2 separate regions of the Triticum aestivum genome follow, and region 1 is linked to region 2. Evidence: chromatin contacts called from public Hi-C data. All regions are on one chromosome and are shown on one strand. Each heading gives the region's core, a stretch centred on a gene start, on an enhancer-like site or on the middle of the called end of the contact. The rest is flanking DNA. Distances are from core to core; before and after follow the strand shown.

What was found. A called contact is a pair of places that touch in the nucleus more often than the background predicts.
Region 1: a Hi-C map of leaf shows a contact between it and region 2, with 4 times the contacts expected there. The contact joins the promoter of LOC123114836 here to the promoter of LOC123112312 in region 2. A contact is called at or near these places in 5 of 5 Hi-C or Micro-C datasets (leaf, root and an unstated tissue) and 1 of 1 datasets of contacts at active chromatin or transcription factors (leaf).

What each region holds. Positions count from the first base shown.
Region 1 is chr5B:438,660,783-438,664,251 of IWGSC CS RefSeq v2.1, reverse strand. LOC123114836 (F-box protein At3g57590) reads right to left here and starts at 2,146. Exons shown (of 6, transcript XM_044536231.1): 1 at 1,982-2,146; 2 at 119-1,462; 3 at 1-14. The coding sequence starts at 2,146. LOC123112313 (putative F-box protein At3g17480) reads right to left here. Exons shown (of 2, transcript XM_044533266.1): 2 at 2,360-3,469. The coding sequence ends at 2,594.
Region 2 is chr5B:438,490,503-438,493,716 of IWGSC CS RefSeq v2.1, reverse strand. LOC123112312 (probable E3 ubiquitin-protein ligase XERICO) reads left to right here and starts at 1,852. Exons shown (of 1, transcript XM_044533265.1): 1 at 1,852-2,790. The coding sequence starts at 1,981. The coding sequence ends at 2,466.

The DNA of each region.
Region 1 (3,469 bases), core at 897-3,396, 170 kb before region 2:
TGTTGTGCACATGCCTGCCAAATAATGAATTTCCGTTAAATTTCTGCAACTCAGCTATTGTTAAAATTTCCAGAATAATGAATATCTGCTAAACTCAATTTGAATGCAGTCGACATACAATTCCATTAAGCTCAACTTGGTGAATGACACTGCACAATTTTTCATTCTCAGAGAGCCCACGCTCCCACGCCTCCCACTTGTTCAATTCCCAGCCTTCCCACTGTTTTGGCCTACACACAATTTTAGCATTCTTGTATACATCTAAACGTACAAGTGACTTCACACAGTTGTGAGATTGCAAGTTGTGCCTGCAGGGACTGAAATCTAACAGCTTCACCATCTTACTTGAATCAATCTCGAAGTTCTCACCAAGCAACTCGTACGAACATACGTTATTGCGGCCGCGTTGTGTGAGGATCCTATCCCTGTGAACAAAACGTGGACCCAGAATATAATCTGGTGGGTACTTAATGTTGTACTTCTGGCTCCACCTTTGCTCTACCATGTTGTCAAGTGCCCAGATCTGCAGCTCACCGACAAGAGTTCTGGCATCATAACGACTAGTTTGAGCAGTCACTATACATATTTTCCCATCTATATCTCTGATCAAGAACTTACGAGAACCATAGTAATCATGATCTTCGCGTGCTGCTGGCAGTTGTATCATTGCAAAACTTTCTTCCCTGATATCAAAGGACATAACTGCATGCTGCCAGCTAGCTGACATGTCTTCAGTTAACCAATACATTTTTCCATCAACATTGACAACTCCAGAGTTTCTCACACTGATCAAGCTAAGAGCTTCTGGAGTTCGGATATCTTTCCATTTCTCATCACCAAGCGTGTAAACTTGAATGATGTTGAACCTGTCTTTATTATGGGGGCGACCATTAATGCAATCACCAAGGAAGTGTGTAATCTTGTATTCTTTTGTCACGGGATGAAATCCAAAGCTATAGAAACAGAAATTATCACCTTTCAGATTCTTCACAGGTTTCCCAAGATGTAGACATTCACCAGTTGCAAGGTTAGCTATCTTGATCGTTGATGTCTTTGTGTATAAGCCAAGAAGGCCATTGCATGAACCAAAAAGAAAATCACCAGGCCCAATCACTGGCACTATATATGTCGATGGCGACCAGGCTTCATCAATTAGGACAGCATCACTAGGGTAGTGCTTGCCTGAAACCAAACCTGACGGGAAGAACAGAAGGGCATAACTTGGCGCACACTGGAGGTGCAATGCAACAAACTGTGGATCCCGGATGATGTTGTGCCAGTGCTTGCAGACTCCGACGCACGTCAACAGAGTGCTCACTGGAAGTCCGAAAAACACCCGCTCAACGAGGTCCCCTGGGAGGTGGTTTATGATGCATTTCTCATTTATTTGCTTCATTGATTTGGTTTCTTCAGTGACCACAGTGAGCACCCAATGCCGAAGCAGCTGAAATACCAAACCCTTCTGCGAACACACATTACAATTAATGATAGCTACATAGAAACTGACATTTAAGTAATTTCATGGGCAAAGAAAGAAGTTAACATTTATGCATTTTTTTTTTATTTTTTGTCTCGCTTTCAAGGTAATTTACCAACCAATGTGCAGGAAGATATTGATAGCATCTCCAAATTTCTGCTCCGAAATTTTGACTACTCCAGGCTAAAAAAAAGTAACAATCTCTAGTTACCCAAAAAGTGAACCCACGGTCAAAAACAAATCTCTCATGTACCAAAAATGCAGGCTACTGTCAAATCCAACGAACACTCGTGCGCGCCGTCCCTCCGGCGCCTCAATCCCTCAACTTCAGCAAGTAGCTACAAACCCTAGACGCCCTCGGGCGCCATTACAGCAAGTAGTCAGCCCCTCAACCACGTCAAGTAGCTACAAACCCTAGCCGCCGTTACAGATGGAGAAGCGCGGACAAGAAGGATATTGGGGGAGAAAGCATTCCGCGAGCGAAAGGGGGCATCGAGGACTCACGAGCGCGATTCGGATCAGACGAGCTCCGCCGTCGCCGCCATTGGATTGGGATGGGAGGGCTCTCCGCTTGACGGTGAAACGATTTCCCGCCGCTTCCCCCCTCGTCAGCTCTTCGACCCCTTCTGGCGGCTCCGGGGTTTCGCCCAAGAGGAACAAGTTCTTTCTTTTTTAGCGTGGCGGAAGAGGAACGAGGTGTTTTATGCTGCGCAGGCCAGGTTCGGCCCAATTAGCCCAACTTTTTTCTTTAAAAAAATAAAAAGAACTTTGGTGGATCTAAAACTTCAAGGCTGCCCTGTTTTCTGGACGAAGGCTTTGCCATTTTCCATTGGTTCCCACTTGATATATCATGGGTAGAATTTGCACTATTCACTACACGAGTGAAGTAGAAAAGCTTAGTGCACAAAATACTTATTACTTCTGAATATGTTACAATAACCAGTTGCTTAAATCTCCATCGAGAATTACACCATAATTCATTCATGTTTCAGAAGTAATTCATTCATCTGCTGCCTACACCTATACTGGACCATGACCACCGAAGGCAAACGCAGAGCCGTAATCAGAAATTCAGAACACAAGGCGCTCCAACACTGCAAAGCCAGTACTGTCATGTCAGGAGGAACCTGGCGGAGGGAGAGGCCAGTGCGGCGTGCGAACAATGGCCGCCCCGGCGTACACGTCCAACGGGACGAGCGTCTCCTTGTACAGGTACGCCTGCGTCTCGTAGTACCTGTAAGGCCTGAAATTCAGCAGCCTCACCTCCTCCCCGCCGTCCTCGTCGCCCCGCAGGTCCCGGCAGAACGCGTCGCCGTCGCGGCCGTGCAGCAGAACCTTCCCCCCGCGGACGAAGCACGGCTGCGGGACGCACCGCGGCGCCGACGGCGACAGGTCGACGCTGTACTTGAGCGACCACCTGTCCTCGCCCCGGCTCTCGAGCGTCCAGACGTCCATCCTCCCGGAGACCTCGGCGTTGTAGCGGCGCCACCGGGGAGCGCTGCTGCTGAAAGGGGCTGTCACCAGACAAACCTTCTTCTCCACCTCCGTCACGTAGTAGGACAGCGCGGGGGCGCCGCAGGGCCCGTCCGTCGCCACGCCGCACGCTCTCAACGGCGGAGGCCTCAACGTCACAAAGGTCTCGTCCTTGAGATCGAACGCCATGACCGCCGCGCCGCAGCACGCCCCTTCCTCCTCCGATATCCAGTACATCGCGCCGTCCACGTTGACGACCCCGAGGTTCACCAGGCAGCTCTCCCTCGGCGCCCTGACGTCCCGCCACCCGTCCTCGCCGAGGGTGTGCACCTGGATGGCGTCGAAGCGGAACGGCTGCCCCGACGACCGGCCGTGCCGGGGCTCGCGGAGGAAGTAGACGAGCTTGTACTCCCCCGTCGCCGGGTGGAACCCGAAACTATAGAGGTAGTACAGGTCACGGAGCGATCTCCCGTCGGGCTTCGAGAGGTGCAGGCGCTGGCCGGTCGCGGGGTTGACGAT
Region 2 (3,214 bases), core at 603-3,102:
TCGCCGGTCGAGCAAAATGTTAATGTTACGAGGCAGGCACACTGAGAAATGATCATGAATAGTCGTCAAGTAGCTACGTAAACATGCATCCCATATGGCCTGGTTGTGTGCTTTCGTGCCGTGGTCTCTGGACGGTGCGCGTGTGAGCAGAATTTCCAATTTGTTTTCAGCAAAACCTCGCTAAGGATCCAAAAAATTCGATTTTCCCTGACATGCATGCCTGTCGCTGATGGCTGTGCTTTGGTGTCGCCATCGGTGGAGTAGTAAATAAAGATATCGGTCGATCTCAGTTTGAGCAAGGACGGTGCGCGTGTGAACAGAATTCCCCATTAAACTTTCAGTAAAAGCTTACTATATGAACCGACAGAGCAACGGGCCATTTGAAAACTCCACCGGCTTAGCTAGTTAGCCGCGCAGGTCAACAGGCCGTTGGTGGTCAAGTTCAGACGCAACACAAACACTTGAGCTGCACGTACCCGTCAAAAAAAGCTTGAGCTGCACGTACTACTGCCTACTAGTAATAGTAGCAGTCAAGCTAGCCTAACCGGACCGTCTTTCTGTTTTTTTCTTCTTTTTCTGATTAGTCGGATGGATTACTATTGACGGGCACATAGCATAAGCAAGTAGTACTTCCACTACAGTACTGTATTCGGTAGCTTGTCAAGCAACTTTCATCGACCGGCGACACCCGGGCGAGAAATGGTTAGGTGCGTTCCACCGAGACTTTGGCCACGCCGAGCAATTACGCAAAGCAAGCAGCCGCTGCCCACTGGTGTGCCTAGTGGTCAAGACCCTCCACATCCATCGCAGCCGGCCGGCACCCACGGGTAGTACACGGGTCGCCGGAGGCATCCTGGAGGGCGGGGCACCGGACCTGGCGGCCGCGCGTCCGTCCGCTGAACCCGAACGGCTGAGCCGCAGCGTCCGTGACCGCGTCGGTCGCCGTCTCTGGCGTCCCTGTCTCGCGCGTCCAAGACTGGTCGCGGCCGTAACTGCGTCGATGGGGAGGGGACGTAGTGCAGTGGCGTACGTACCAGGAGATCGATTCCCATCCCAATTCGGTGCACGGACTGATCGGGACCGGCCGGGCGGGGCTCGCGTCGGGTCGGGGTCGGTTCGACCGGCCGGCCGCAGTCGTGCAGGCACGGCAACCCGATCGGCGAGCTGATCCTCCTCCGGGATTACCATTCCCGCAGAATCGGAAGGAAATACTACTATTTCCACGAGAAAAGATTCGGAAGAAAAATCCTCCGTCTTTTCAACTGAAATGACCGCCGCAGAAAGAAAACTGAAATGAGGTTGCGATAATGTCTTGTGAGTCAAGCACGTCACGGTTCGCAACAGATAAATGGCGGGGATCGTGCTGAGCCGCTTATGTTCGGTACGCTGCGTTGAATTCCCTTTCGCACTCAGCTTTTTTTGATTTGGATCGGTCGGGGCCGTCAGCCAGCCAATCAGCTTCGCCAATCGCGCCCGATGATTTTCCACTGTCCCGTGACAGTGAGATCGGTCACTCGATATTGTACCATCATCTCCGGTGCAATGCACGTACAAATGCGTCCACCGGGTTTTGGATCGGCCGGCCCAAATAATTGGCCTCAGGAACCATGCACGCATTATTGGACGCCACAAACCGAACCAGAGCGGGGAATTATTGGGCGCCCACGATCGAACCGCATCGCATGTGGGGTGTCCCCTACCCAAGCGCGGGGAATTATCGGACGTCCGTCGCGCGGATCCGACGGCGGTGGGCTGGCGAACACGGGTCGCGGTGCACCACCCGAACGAGATGGGATGGATAGGGAGGTGACACCAGCAGCCCCGGCCCGGCTATAAATGCGCCCACCCCGTCTCCCCCTCCCTCACTGTATCCATCCCACCACACCAGCACCACAGCCGCTCAGACCGAACCGCCCCTGAAAGAAGGCGCAAATTGCAGACGGGTCCACGGATCGATCCCCAATCCTCCAGGCCGCCGCGATGGGCATCTCCAGCATGCCGGCGCCCAAGGAGAGCCTCCTGATCTACCTGCTCTACCACGCCGTCGTCTCGATCGCCGCCCTGGCGGGCCTCCTCCGCGCCGCGCTCGTCTTCCTCGGCCTGCCCGCGCCGCCGTCGCTGCTGGCCGGGGAGGACGCCGACGGCGCCGACCAGCTCACGGCGGCCACCCCGGCGGCCCCCAGCCTGGCCGAGAGGTTCAGGAGCAGGTTCCGCCCCGCGCGCTTCGGCCGGAGGCGGGGCGCGGCGGCGGTGCCTGACTGCCGCGTCTGCCTGGTGCGGTTCGAGGCGGACGCCGTGGTGAACCGCCTGCCCTGTGGCCACCTCTTCCACCGCGCCTGCCTCGAGACCTGGCTGGACTACGACCACGCCACCTGCCCGCTCTGCCGCTCCCGCCTCCTCCCGGCCGCCGCGGCCGCCGACGAGTCGTGGTCGCCGCCGGCCCCCACCCTGACGGCCTGGATTTAGGCACGAGTGAAGCGAAGAGAAGAGAAGAGAGAGATTCGCCCCGTCGCGTCGCCCCCGGCTATGTGCTAGCTCCGTGTGTGGCCTCTCCGTGTGCGCGTAGGAATTTAGATGGATCCTAGCAGAGGGCTCTGCTCCTCGCCTTTCGCATTTGCCTTTTGGTTTCGTTTTCTGTACGCCTCGTGCCATCGCTGTACCGTGTAAATATTTTTCAGCAGAGAGCGCTCCTACGGGTGTAGCGCTTTGTGTGATGAGAAATTTGTGTACGGCCTTCGGCTTTTTTTACGAGAAACGGAAAATTGATGGAACAAGGATGTGTTGTGAACACCAGAGGGGCCTCTGTGTTCTTGCCTCTTGGATGCCCCTAACTTCTCTCTCCAGATATTTATGGAAAAATCACTACTAAAGTTTCCTTATTTTACTCTTTCCGTGCACACCGTTGTATTACCAATTTCAGGAACTGGTAGCTGATCTTAACAAGAAACCATTGCGAATCGTTGCAGGTGTTTATTAATAAAGCAGATCAAGAAACCAGTGCTATTCGGGTATTTTGTACCTGTTGTTAAACCAGATGAAGAAACCAGTGCCATTCGGGTACTTTGTAGTAGCGTTTGTTAAACCAGATCAAGAAACCAATACTCTACCAATTTTTACAAAGTGTTCATTAAACCAGATCAAGGAACCACTGTAGCAATCTCTTCCGGTGTTTATTAAGCAAATCAAGAAACCAATACTATTCGGGTAATTTCTA